2 separate regions of the Sus scrofa genome follow, and region 2 is linked to region 1. Evidence: chromatin contacts called from public promoter capture Hi-C data. All regions are on one chromosome and are shown on one strand. Each heading gives the region's core, a stretch centred on a gene start, on an enhancer-like site or on the middle of the called end of the contact. The rest is flanking DNA. Distances are from core to core; before and after follow the strand shown.

The links. Promoter capture Hi-C pulls out the DNA fragments that hold promoters and counts their contacts.
Region 2: a contact with region 1 is called in a promoter capture Hi-C map of fetal skeletal muscle, with 6 times the contacts expected there. The contact joins the promoter of PHF2 here to the promoter of IARS in region 1. A contact is called at or near these places in 2 of 5 promoter capture datasets (fetal liver and fetal skeletal muscle).

The regions. Positions count from the first base shown.
Region 1 is chr3:42,021,192-42,024,188 of Sscrofa11.1, forward strand. It overlaps IARS (isoleucine--tRNA ligase, cytoplasmic), which reads right to left and starts at 1,419. Exons shown (of 33, transcript XM_021086986.1): 1 at 1,282-1,419.
Region 2 is chr3:42,986,951-42,990,149 of Sscrofa11.1, forward strand. PHF2 (lysine-specific demethylase PHF2) reads left to right here and starts at 1,658. Exons shown (of 22, transcript XM_021088179.1): 1 at 1,658-1,826. The coding sequence starts at 1,729. LOC106509726 (a long non-coding RNA gene) reads right to left here and starts at 1,886. Exons shown (of 4, transcript XR_002342934.1): 1 at 1,779-1,886; 2 at 68-219.

The DNA.
Region 1 (2,997 bases), core at 169-2,668:
CCAGTCACTATATCATCTTTCCAAAAAAATTTTTTTTTCTTTCTTAGCCGCCCTGCGGCATATGGAGTTCCCCGCTCAAGGATAAGATCCAAGCCGCAGTTGAGGATGGGCAACACTGGATCCTTTAACCCACCGTGCTGGGCTGGGGATTGAACCTGCGTCCAGGAGCTGCAGAGGTGCCACGGAAACCGTTGTGCCACAGTAGAAACTCCAAATCTACATTTAGCTGCCTTTTCTTCCCTTTAATTCACTCTTTAATCACTTGGGAAGAGAATATATTGTCCACCATCTTACTGATATTTACTTTTTAAATTTGTTTTTTAAAAGTTCAACATATTACAAGAGATCCCTAAATCAACTGCTTTGTCTCTGGTTTCATGCTTCCTGAGCTCTCTGAAAAACCTGAATGAATGCTCCAAGTAATACTGTCCCATCTAATAAAAACCTCTTCTGTATTCTTTTCAAACGCTTCATTCAGGAAGAAAATCATAAATTCATAAAGCTGGAAGCTAAGCATCATCTCCCACTAGTTCCTCACACAGACCCTAAGGTGCAGTTACTACACCAATTTCCCATCTCCTGAATCACGCAAACCTAAAATCCTGTTATAGTTTACATTATGGTCTCCTGGAGTTTCTCCCACAGTTCTTAATCATCTTCAAGGCCCCAAACCCACTGCAGTGTCTGAGAAGCGTTCTCTTTCTCCCACCCCCCAGATTCCACTTTAGAACTGTCTTCTTCCTCTGTGCACTTAGAATACTGTATTATTATACTGTGTAAGGGCCGAGGACCGGGGATGCTGTGCTCACTTCCCTCTAGCCTCAGACACCCAGCAATAAAGGCTCCTTCAAGGAAGCCTAAGAATTTTTTCTTAAGAACACCTAGCCGTCCAAGTAATCTCGTCCACCTTCTGAAGCTCTCCAGCAAGCTCGGTAACACCAAATTCCCAGAACCACACCACGGTTTAAGCACTACCAGAACCCGAGGCTGAATATGAGGCCCTTCCAAGAGATGTAACCCTCCGCCCGCGAGCCAAACCAGGATTGCTGCCGGAGCCCGAGTTCTTTCGCTCCACTTAGACCGGGCCGCCACCCCCCATCTTTCCCTTGGAAACAGATTTGCACGAAACTAACGCACAGACCAGAAGAAATATTTTTTTAAAATTCTGTGTGGTCTCCTTGGGCAGGAAGGGGCGTACCTGAGGGGCCCGTAGGCAGGACAGAGTGACCTTAGGGAGTCCCTGCGGGCAGGACGGGGTGACCTGAAGATCCCCTATCGTACCTGAGGGGCCTTCGGACCGAAGTACCTCAAAAATCTTACGCCGGGGCCAGACGGCCTGAGGTGATGCAATGTTCTGAAAGCATGAGGCGAGGAGAAGCGGGGCGGTCTGCACCGGCCAATCAGAGAGCTCCGATTCACACCTATCAACAAGCAGGGCGCCAACTGGCCGCCTGGGTCCCGGGTCACGCCCACCCGACCTGCACTGCGGTGTGCTCTGGGAAAGCGGCAGTGCGACTCCCCGGACAGCTGCCAGTGAGTGGCGGCGACGTGCTGGGTGCTTCAACGCAACAAGGGCGACGGTGGTAGACAGGACCGTTTTGTGGCCTCTGGGGTGGGGACTGACTGGGGAGGGGCACTGGGAGGAGGCCGATGTTGTGCATAGTGACTGGATGTTTTTATACGGGCGTTTCCCGTTGCCGGTCTTCACCTCACTGTATACAGAACATAAGTCAATCTCACCAGGCATAAACCAAATCCAGTGACAGTGGACTCAGTAACTGTGCGGCTGTGAGTGTTCAGTCTCCAGGCTGCTTTCCTAAGTGACCGTTAAGTAAAGCAGCCCTAGCATTAGGGCTATTTTTTAGTGTAGTGGAATCTGCAAAAATGCAGAGTCTTGGGGCACGCACTAGGTCTGCTGAGACCCTGGAGTGACAAAAATATGCATTTTAACAGGCATCCTGTATAATTCTGCTGCACACTAAAATTCCTGACCTGCCTATCTAAAAGGACACTCCTACTTCCTAGGGAAATGTAGAAGCTGCAGAAAGTCTGGGAGGAGCTGAAGCACTGATGGTCTGTGGTGTTCAGGGAAGCCTCTTCTGTGTTCTTCAGTGCCACCTCCAGAGTTCTAATGAATTTTACTGCAGAAATTACGTTAAACAGCCACATGGAGAGCTGTAACAAAAAGGAAGGAAATGTCTGACAAACTTTATAATTACTGCATCTTAAGGTCTCCTATATTGAAAACAACATATTTGCATATTTGTCTGCTAACATATATTTATTATCACTGCTGTGAGTCTGCCCAGCACATTCTGGATCTCCTGGTCAAAAACCAAAGGGACTCCGGAGCCATGAAAACAACAGGCATTGGCAGTAGACACTATGAAGGAAATTTTAAATTTTAGCTCTTGACAAAGTTAAGAGTGATTATATATGTAACTGTAGTGTATCAGATAGAGGGACAGGGAAAAAAACTCATCTGACTGAGAATATGTATAAAACATGTTGATAAGCTTCACTAAGAACATTTTGATAGTCTGTGTAGCATTCATTCAAGTCACTTATGGTTTATATAACCAGTTTATTTAGGGTTTAGGAACACCCTAAAGGGGTCAGAGTAAGGGATTTCACATCCTTGCCCAAAGGGGGAACTCTTATTAACTAGCAGTACTTGGAATGAGTTTTAATTTTCAAATTCCTCAAGTTGCCACCTTGGTCAGTTCATTTTATTATCTATCCAGACAGCCTAGGTTAGAGTAAGACAGAGGGTTTCCAGACAGATATGTCTGGGGGAAAAAAAAAAAAAAAGGTGAGGACAGCATTACTATTTTTGAAACAAGCTCCTTTATGTCTTTTTGTCTTTTTTGTCTTTTTTTTTTTTTTGTTGTTGTTGTTGTTGCTATTTCTTGGGCCACTCCCGTGGCATATGGAGGTTCCCAGGCCAGGGGTTGAATCAGAGCCGTAGCCACTGGGCTACGCCAGAGCCACAGCAAC
Region 2 (3,199 bases), core at 408-2,907, 970 kb after region 1:
TTGGGGAAAGGTGGCTGACCATGTGAGGGTAGATTTTGACTCAGGAGGAGGGAGGACCTCAACTTACAATTGGAGCAAGTGGCCCTTAGCAGCTGCAGGCCTCGGCTGAGTGTCTGTTAAAGGTGCTTCTGTGAGGTGAGCTGCCCCAGGTTTCCTGCCTCAAGTCTGGAATTCTGTGCTTGTGGTGGCCAGCATCTCCCAGCAACATGCAGATTTTGCCTGGGGAGGGTGGAGAAGAAGCACAGAGTGAGAGAGCGTAGACAGATTCCTTCCTCTGAATTAGGAGCCAGCTCTGCTCTGGCATACTGAAATGAGGCCCCATGGATGCAGCAGCTAGGAGTGGGGCTGGGGAGAGCCCGCTATAGAATATGCCTTGGGAAAAAGATCCCTCAGAGCCAGGTCCCCTCCCCGTCTTACACTAAAGATCCTGACCATCCCAGGTGAGGTGGAAGGACCGCTCCAGGGCAAAGGCCCAGATCCACACTGGAGCACCTCTTCGGTGTCCCCCTTCCTCCTACATCCTTGTTGCCACCAGCAGAACTCAAGCAATTGGGGACACAGACAGGAGGCCTGGAACCTGCTGTTCTGCCTGCATCTTAGGTCTCCGGGGCTTGAGGGCTCTGACCAGGGCTCCTGGGCAGCTCAGATTCCAGGTAACTGTTTTCTCTTTATAGGGCTGACTCGTGCCAGCACGCTCCGGGTCCCCTAAATTCTGTGCTCCTCTGAGGGCTGAGCATCAAGGGAAGTCCAGAGTGAGGGAGGGTGGGCTGTCCTCAGCCAGGAATGAAGGGGAAAGAGAAGTTGTATTCCAGCCAGAAATTCAGTAGGGCGAGGTGGTGATGAGGGCACAGGAGGAACCCCCCTGGCTGTCCCCTGCCCCACTGCTGTATCACAAGAAAGTTAGAGCCAAGTAGTTGCTCCTCAGCCTTCTGAACCAGGAAGGACGCCCTCGGGGTCTCACCCCACACCCAGGGGGTCTCCCAGCCCTGCCCTTCCCCCTGGTCCCCTCAGTCCAGCCTCTCCGCGGGGACTCCCCCCACCCACCCGACGCCCCCCGCGCCCATCTTCTTCCAGGTGACGGTCTTCCAGCCACCCTCTTCCCTGGCTGGGGTTCCCAGCCCACCTTCTCCTTTGGAGGGGTTTCCCAGCCCACCTTTTCCCCTGGCAGGGTCTCCTCAGCCCCCCTTCTTTCCCTGCAGGTCCCCGACCCACCTTCTCCTGGCAGGCTCCCCGGTCCTTTTTCTCCCCTGGCAGGGTCCCCCCGGCCCACTTTCTCCCCGGCGGGGTACCCCGGCCCGCCTTCCCCGCGGTCCCCGGCCCGCCTTCCCGCGGCGGCAGCGGCGGCCCAGGCTGGCGGGCGGAGGCGGCGCCACCCGGGGCGCTGACGTAGAGGCCGCTCGGCGGCCGGGGGTCCCTTCGGTGGGGCCGCGGCTCCCCGCCCGCCGCCCCGCGCGTCCATTCCCTTTTGTGTCCCGCGCGCGGCCCGTCCCCCGCGCACACTCGCGCCCTGCGCCCCACGGGCCGGCGGGCGGCTCCCGGCGCGGCCCTGTACCGCGCGCCCCGCTTTGTGTGGACGCGCCGGCCGGGTGCGCGCGGGCTGTCGTGCGCCCCCGGCCCCGTCCCCGGCCCCGGCCCCGGCCCCGGCCCCGGCCCCCGCCCGGCCCGGCCCGCCCGGCCCGACCCGGGAGCGCAGCGCGGGCCGCGGGGCGGGCGGGCGGCGCGGCGAACATGGCGACGGTGCCCGTGTACTGCGTCTGCCGGCTCCCCTACGACGTTACCCGCTTCATGATCGAGTGCGACGCCTGCAAGGACTGGTTCCACGGCAGGTGAGCGCGCAGCCGCCCGGTTCCGGCCCCGGCCCCCGGCCCCGGCTCGGGCCCTGGCCCCCGGCCCCGGCCCGGCCCCGGCAGCGCTCCGCAGGCCCCCGCCCGCCGCCTCCCGCCGGCCGCGCGCCCTTTTGTGCCCGGGGCGGGGGCCGGGGCCGGGCGGGCGCCCCTCGCTGCCGCCGCGCACAAAGCGGGCCCGCGGGGGGCGACGGGCGGGGGCCGCGCCGGGAAGTTGGGGCGCCCGGCCGGCCCGGCTGCCTGACAGCGGGGCCGCGGAGGCCGGGCTCCGGAGGCCCAGGCCCAGCGCCCGCCGCCTCCCCCGCGAAGTTGCAGGAACTTTCCCCGCGCGGGCCCCGGAGAGTCGCGAGTGGCGGGCTCGGACGCTGGCGGGGCTGGAACTGACGTGGGGCCCGGCCAGGTGGCGGCCGGCGCGCCCACCCTCTGCCGCGGCCCGGAGCTCCGGCACCTCGTCCGAGCGGGACCCCTGCCCGGCCCCTGGTCCCTGCGGGGCCCCTGGACCCAGCCGGCCTGCGCGCCCCCGGGCGGGAGTGTGGGTGACAGAATGGTGTCCGTGTGTGGGTGCGGGTGTCGTGGCTTTGCCGCCTCCTCCCTGGCCGTCACGTTTCCCCATTCCCCTCCGCTCTGCTCCAGACACAGGCCCACCCTGGTTTTGACCTGACCTTATGCTCTCGGAGGAAAATGGGGTGGGGGGAGGTAAAGCTTGGCCTTTGCCTAAGACCATGACCTGGCCCTGTGCCGAGTTTTCAAAAGCCCGAGGCCCCCTCCCGCCCAGAAGTAAGTGGAGGAGGAGGAAGAGGAGGTGACACTGGTGCCCAAACTGCTCCAACAGGTTCTCATGTGTTTGGGCCTCAGCAGGACCCGCCAGCGGCTGGCCAGGGTGGTATGCCCTCCTAGGCTCCAGTCTGAAACCAGCAGGAGCAGGGCTGAGAGGGAGAGAGGAGCGTGTGTCGGGAGGTGGTTCCTCAGCTCCCAGAGAGGAAAAACTCCCCCCACTTTTAACTGCAGAGGAGCCAGTGGCCCTTAAATATGGGCCATGGTGTCTAGTTCTGCTAGTGGGGGAGCCAGGCAGCCAGATGTGACAGGGCTCGCTCAGGTTGGTCAGCGCCAGGCCCAAGTCCCAGCTCAGTGCCTGTGACATGGACCCCAGTGAGCAAAGGTGGGACTCCATGGGACAGGGATCCCCACTGAAATCCCCTGGGCCTCCTGGGCTGCTCTCCTGTGGATATCCAGGGCTGCGGGGACCCCACAGAGCAGCAGAGCCTTCAGTGTGAGCCCTGAAGTCTGCCCAGAACAGGGCTGCTCTGCACACCCACCAGTTGGCATCCTCTCAGAGTTCATGGCTGGATCAGGGG